Regions from separate parts of the Triticum aestivum genome. Here region 1 is linked to region 2. Evidence: chromatin contacts called from public Hi-C data. All regions are on one chromosome and are shown on one strand. The core of a region is the stretch at or near the end of the contact, and the rest is flanking DNA. Distances in the headings are between cores, read along the strand shown.

What was found. A called contact is a pair of places that touch in the nucleus more often than the background predicts.
Region 1: a contact with region 2 is called in a Hi-C map of leaf, with 5 times the contacts expected there. The contact joins the promoter of LOC123145284 here to the promoter of LOC123145282 in region 2. A contact is called at or near these places in 3 of 5 Hi-C or Micro-C datasets (leaf and an unstated tissue) and 1 of 1 datasets of contacts at active chromatin or transcription factors (leaf).

What each region holds. Positions count from the first base shown.
Region 1 is chr6D:388,133,060-388,136,528 of IWGSC CS RefSeq v2.1, reverse strand. LOC123145284 reads right to left here and starts at 1,831. Exons shown (of 1, transcript XM_044564657.1): 1 at 778-1,831. The coding sequence starts at 1,671. The coding sequence ends at 1,126.
Region 2 is chr6D:387,988,779-387,992,278 of IWGSC CS RefSeq v2.1, reverse strand. LOC123145282 (cysteine protease XCP1) reads right to left here and starts at 2,174. Exons shown (of 4, transcript XM_044564655.1): 1 at 1,085-2,174; 2 at 722-957; 3 at 456-596; 4 at 1-334. The coding sequence starts at 1,568. The coding sequence ends at 95. LOC123145281 (ribose-phosphate pyrophosphokinase 4) reads right to left here. Exons shown (of 6, transcript XM_044564654.1): 5 at 3,455-3,500; 6 at 2,941-3,377. The coding sequence ends at 3,244.

The DNA.
Region 1 (3,469 bases), core at 582-3,081, 140 kb before region 2:
TTCTATCTCTCCATCAGAAAGCTGTAAGCTAGTACTAGAACCAGTAAACCACAAGTACACTGCCTGAATTCGTGTGTGCCATGTTTCCAATCATTCGTTTCTGGTGGCGCACATGTAACCCTTAATTATGCCACAGATTTGGACCTCCTACCTGTTCTCCTCGTCGCGACGCTTCACCAATGCTCCGAACCGCGCCTACTCGTTCGTTACTTTCTGCTCTAATGTCACTTTTCCGAAACACCCTAAACACAAAACGCTTGAAAAATCTACCAAAAAAAGGGCGAAAGACGGTGATGCTTTATTTATAAGGCGGGGCGACGAGCCTTTTTGGAAAAGATGTAGCTTGAGAAACAACATACGCCCAACTTGTAAAGAAATGTGCAAATTTTCGTGTGTGAATTGTCTCTGCTTCTTCTTCTTCTCTATTTTTTTATTGTTTTTCTCCTTCTTTGCTAATACACCGACACGTTCTTATTATTTTTCTTCTAGTACCTCGTTGATGCACCAACACTAGAGTCCATCGAAGCCTGTTCATCATTATTTTATTTGTTTGAGCAGCAGTTCCATCATACGGAACTGCTTTCCATAATTATAATATAATGCGTGTCATCTGTGGTATCAAGCCTCTACGAAAGGAAAACAAAACCCTCATTAGCTAGCTCCACCAGCTATTGTGAGCTGCATGGACCATTAGCTGGTAGCAACTGGAAAGATGGTTGAGCTCTTCAGATCTGAAGAGAAGCAGTAGACGGCATCTATATCATCAAGACGAACATAGGAGCAGTCGACCACGAATCTGCATTAGCTTTTATTTACCGCAGGAGGCAAAAACATAAGGAATCCACAAACATTTACATGGCACCCACGACCTCAAAAGAATGGAAAGAACCACCAGCATACACTCGGTATCTATTATACGTAGAGACATTAGATCTACCCACAAAAAAGAAAGCAGCACGGTAAACTAACAACTCTAAATTCCCAGATATAATTGTGTAGCGAGCCATCTTCCCCATCGATCTCACCTGAGACCTGAATCTTCTCCTTCTTCACGAGCTTCCTTCCCGTCGTCGTGTCTATTTGGATCTCGCGGACACCACCAGAACAAGATGCAAAGCAAGCTGCTTAGTGCGCCATTGCTTGGCCGTACTGGAAGCTCTGGGTGTAGGCGAACTGCGGCGCGGGCTTGCAGTGCTGGTGCGCGGAGGAGGACGGGGGCAGCGAGGCCTTGCGGTGGTGCGTGGTGGGCAGCGAGTGGTCGGACGCGACGAGGCGGCGGACCCCGGAGCGCACCTTGTAGAGGACGTGGGCCCAGGTGCCCCTGCTTTGGCGGCCGAGCGCGGCCGCCTCCTCCTCGTTCATCTCCAGGTCGCCGGCGAAGCCGAGCTTCTTGGAGAGCAGCCAGCCGAGGCCCCAGTCCCACCAGCGCTTGAGCGGGCCGCCCGCGAACTCGGCGGCGAGCGACGGCGCCGACCGGGTCCGCCTGAACGCCCACTCGGCGGACGCGGAGGAGATGGGCTGGATCTTGCCGGAGAAGCTGGAGAGGCGCTTCCGCAGGCCCATGAGGTGGCTCTCCTCCTCCTTGCCGCCCTGGAAGGTGGGCAGGTCGTCCCTCAGCGGCCTCGTCGGCAGGAACCGCGCCTTCTGGATGTTCTCCAGGATGGTGGCCATGGCGACCAAGCAAGAACGCTAGGCAGATAGAGGGAGAAGGGGATGGTGGGGAGCTAGCAATGGCCTCCTCTCTTCTCCAGATCTTCTTGGTGCTCTGGGAATGAGTTGGCGAGGAGGATTGGGGGGCACAGAGAGGAGAGGAAGTCGTAGAACGCGCGTCTGGGTGTGTATATGTGGGTGGTGGGCGCTGCGGTCGCGGCTGGACAGGCTGGCGGGCTTTTGGGCCTCTGCGCATCGGGGGCCACGAAGTGCAGTTGAAAGCTTCGTACACCGCCGGACCGGAGGCTGCGTGTTGTTCCAGCCAGGGAGGCGACGTGAGCTGGACGTGGACGGACGGAGCAGCCGCGTTGGCTGGCAAGGCAAATGATGGGCTGCCGGTGCGGTTGCCTGTCTGTGTGTGTGTGTGTACCGGAACACCTGGCAATTGCACCTGCTGCTCTGCTTTGACATCCACCACGTGGCGAGCTGTCTGACTTTGCTGGCGTCTGTCCATGCTGGCCTAGGAACTGCTGCTACGTGGAAGTGGAACGCGAGAAAGTTTTTGTGCAGGAAACGAACGGGTCGTATGCCTTTGGGGTGGTAAAATGGATGAAAATTATCGTTGTTGCTGCTGTCCTAGGATCGATCAACCGGACACCTGGTTGCAGTTGCACTGCGCTGCTTTCAGATCATCATAAGAGGACGGCCCCTTTTGCACTTGTTGCTAGCTTCGCTGGAACCTTTGATGATCCTCTCAATGATGGATGGTTCCAGGCACATAATAAACGAGAGGGGCTGCTCTATGTCTGTGTTTGAGTGGTAGTAATAAGCAAAAGAATGCGCATGAGAACGTGGGGGTTGGATTAATCATCCAAATCGCCAGTCAGGTCGCCCACGAAACAATGCTCCTACCAGACAGAACAACCAACTGTTTGTCACCTTCTCCTTCCATCCAGCCGGGTGCTCACACACTTCAACGTACCACGCCTTTCCACAAAGACACTGCTCCTTTTTCTCTTCTTCTCGTACGTAAATAACAACGCGTGCGTCTTCGCAAGCATCACCCAGACCAAAAATGCCAGTAATACGTCGACGGGGTTATACGGGGAATCACCCGGACGGTGCCCGCCCTGAACGTTTCAGTTTCAGCGCGTTTCACGCCAGAACCATGCGGCGGTGGCGTGCAATTCGACGCGGGAAAAAGGTTGGAAGTCACCAGAAACCGGTGTTGACGGTCGAAGCTACGGAGAGATGTGCGGTTCCGAAGAAGCGGGCACAGGCCAACACACACACACACAGAGCCGGACAGCGGCGGCGGTTCACAAGTCCAACTCTGATACGACGCCCGGGCCCACCCGCCCCTACTGTTCTTTTTTTTTTTTGAGGGGGCCCCTACTGTTCTCTTGGTCTCGATCGTCGGTTGCTTCCTCCCGCCGACACCTCCCCACCTGCGCGCGCTAAATGAGACGGCGAGGTGGGTGGAGGAAGGAATCATCCGAGTGGAGGGGCGCAACTGCTGCAGCTCCTTTGTTCCTTTCCTCCCTCGTCGCAGCGGTTTGACTGAACCATCACGCTGTGATATGCCTTTGTTTTTTTTATTAGGGTTAGGGGCTATGAGTGCCGATTTTTGGTTTTTTTAACACATTATACAGACGCAAACGCTCATACATATGCGCATACACTCACCTGTATGAACGCACACACTATTCCTATGAGCACCTTCGAGAGACTGAACCGACATATCACCTTGAGACTTACGAAGTCACCATAGGCGCCTCGTTGTCGACGGGAACGTCTCCTCCCATTAAAAGCGCATCGC
Region 2 (3,500 bases), core at 925-3,424:
GTTTGACTGCTGTTGCTTCGTGTTCAAGAAAAAAAAAGAGGCGATGTTGCATCCACGTGCTAGCACAGTAGCACTTGGAACGAACGAAGGAGTTTCAGGCCCCCCACCCCCAGCCCGTGCCGTTGTTCTTGGTAGGGTACGAGGCGATCCTGTAGATGTCACAGACGCCCTCGGGCCTCCCGGTGCCCCTCTTGATCCTGAAGTACCCTTGCTCGCCCCAGCCCCCGCCCCACGAGTTCTTCATGACGATGTAGTCATGGCCGTTGGATGAGCCGTATCCGACGGCCGTCAGCGCATGGTCCAGTTGGGTGCCACAGGTTCCTTCAAACACCCCCTGCAGCCAAGCCACACGCACACACAAACAGATAAGATAATTACCAGGGTAAATAACACTTGATCATTTTGTATCATCTGCTCTATTATCATGGTAGATGACACTTGATCATTTTGTTTACCCCTTTGTAGAACTGGAAGTCCCTGCTCCCCGCAGCGATGCCCACGCTGACGGGCTGGTGCGCCAGCGCCTTCAGCAGGCTCACCTCGCTGTTCTCCGGCACGTCCTCGTAGCCGCTGATGGTGACGACCTTGGAGTGGGGCTAAGAACGAGATCAAATCAAAGCAATCAATGTCCACTGTTATTAGAGTAACAAAAATGCGTTTGCAACTGAATTTCATCTGAAGAATTCGTTAGCTTGTTGTTCCCTGTGCCACAAGTGCCAACCTGCTTCTCCTTGCAGTCGCCCTCCTCCATGAGGTAGGGGTAGTCGGCGTCGGTGTGGATCCCCTGGTTCCCCACAATGTAGGCGTAGGCGAAGTCCATGAGTCCCCCTCCACAGCCGTGGTCCAAGGTGCTGTCGCAGTCCATCAGCTCCTGCTCCGACAGCGACTCCAGCCTGCCCGTCACCATCTGGTTTATCCCTTCCACCGCCGCCACCGTCGAGAAGGCCCAGCAGCTTCCTGCAACACAATTTCAGAATCCAGATAGATGGCGCGCAATGTGCTAACCGAAATCCTGAGATGAATCATGGTTCATGGATGTGCAATGCAATGTTCAGACTTCAGAGTTCAGAGATTGTCTGCTTACCGCATCTCCCCTGGTTCTTGACCGGCGTCACGGCCCCCTTCTTCCGCCAGTCCACCTCCCAGGGCAGGTCCACGGCGGCCTCGTACCTGAATGCCGTCGTCGGAGCGCGCGGCCGCCCGCCGGCGCCGGCCAAGCCGGTGCTCAGCCCAAGGTAGCCGGCCTTGAACTCCTCGTGGGCGACGTCGGCGAACTGGTTCAGGCCCAGCCAGTAGCTCCCGTTCCTCCTGTTGGTCTCCACGATGTGCTTCAGGTTCTGCCGGAACACCTCGTACCGCCGCACCTTCTCCTTCGGGGTCACGTAGACCTTGCTGTGCTTCACCGACCACGAGCTGAAGAGCTCGAGGATCCTGCTCGGCAGCGCGACGTCCTCCTGCGAGTAGCCGACGACCGCGGGGTCATGGTGGTAGGTGGCGCTAGAAGAAGAGCAACAACACGCTGCAAAAACTATCAACAAGAAGAGCACTATTGAGAGCTCTGAATCCATGGCGACGGATTAATCAGCGCTGCTTCTTGTCATGGGACTGCCGGAAACAAATGGACACCTTTTATATATACCGATCGATCGCTACCTAGCCATGCATGTTTCTTGCAAGCAAGCGATTCATCCCACCTCACCTGATATGACCCTTGTTGCTGAAGATTTATGAGGAGGAAGATGCGGTTTTAGCCTTGCAGGTATGCTCTTGCTCATGTTGAAATCTTTGGTTTAGGTAGCAGCGCATGCATTAGAATAGTGAGTAACCGATGCTTGCAGCCTTGCACACCGACCGACTGGAGGTAACTTGTTCGGCTAGACGAAGCAGCTAGCTGCAGAATTGGTTATTTACAAGGATGGACAAGTATCTTTTGCTCATCTGCTTAAGTCTTCACCAAACAGATGTACCTCATGCCATTTTATAATGTGATGGTATCAAACTACTTGCAATGATTTTTCCTTTTCCTGTTGAAGTTTGGTGCACATATCCATTGGTTGTAGAATAGGAAAATATCAGATGAAATTGAACCTAAATGTGCCCATTCTTGACAAAAGGGGCACCAGTTTTTCATTTTATCTCGGATCACTTATCATTAAGGGTACTAGGGCAATTACTCCGTATTTGAGATTTTATTTAAACTTGTACTTGAATGTCTTATATTATGGGACGTCCCATAATATAAGACATTCAATGTATGGAGATATAATAATGTCTTATATTATGAGATGGAGGGAGTACAACCTATTTGCCTGAATTTCACCTTTTTGACAGGATAACTAAGTTCAAACTATATTTTAGAAGATAGGTCCAAATTCCTGGATGTACCATGTGACGTTATGTAAAGTGTGTATATGCAGACCCAGTTTTTCAGGCTACATTTTTGTGCCTTCAGAAATATGCAGTTTGACATTCACATGTCAGCATATGTTATTCCCCTGCACTGTCGACTGTCACAGTAAAAAAATGCAGCTGCAAACTAATAATGCAAGTTAATTGACATCTGTGCGCTCCAGTGGTGCACTCCAGCTAAGTTCAATGTGTCCACTACGCAAGCTTGCCTTCTGTTTAGAAGTACCAATCCTGAAGACCATTGTGTGTTACTACTGCTAGTTGGTCGCACGTTCCAGTGTACATGCCACACCACATTTCACCATGCTGCAAGACTGGAGCTTGGACCGGACAGGCAAGGGTTAAATAATTCATCTATAATAATCATAATATTTGCTTCGATTCCTTGGAAACATTGCTCTCACTCCCCGCATCACGATTAACTGTAACACCCGAAGGGTTTATCTTTCAAAGAGCAGAAAAAGGAAGCAAATAATAAGTTAACAGGTTTCGACTGATGTATCCTATCAGGCCAATATGATGAAAATTCAGTAAGCAGGAGGCCGAAACCTGACCTAAAATTTCAATCAAATGCAAACGCTCAGGTTTTTCAGACTTCGTACATGTCATGTCAGGAAATTAAAACACTAGACTGGTCTAGAGCATTAGAAGCGAATACAGAGAACCGCACGGATGAATATCCAATGCCTTGTTTTATTATCAAACCATGGGCTGCTTATGAAAGCTTAAGACTCGACACAATTAGAGAACTCGAACTCGCTCCACATTATTTGTTTTGCTGGAGCTGGAAATGTAAGCTCTATATTCAGGAGCAGCCCATTTCACGGTCCATGTTCATATCTGAAGGGCATCAGCAATCGAGCTAGCAAGGCTCAACACCTCAAATGGAGGTTGTTGGCTGATGGCTTTCACTGTCTGAGGGCACGAATCCGTGATCCAGAAGTAAGCAAACTGGTCACCTGGCCCGGCTGCAAAAAAATTAAAACAATGAGCAAATCAAAGTTGAATAGCTGAAAAACAGGGGAAAGGGAGAACCACCAATTACCAGAATTAGCAGTCATGAAGCGTTCATATGACTGATTGGGGAACAC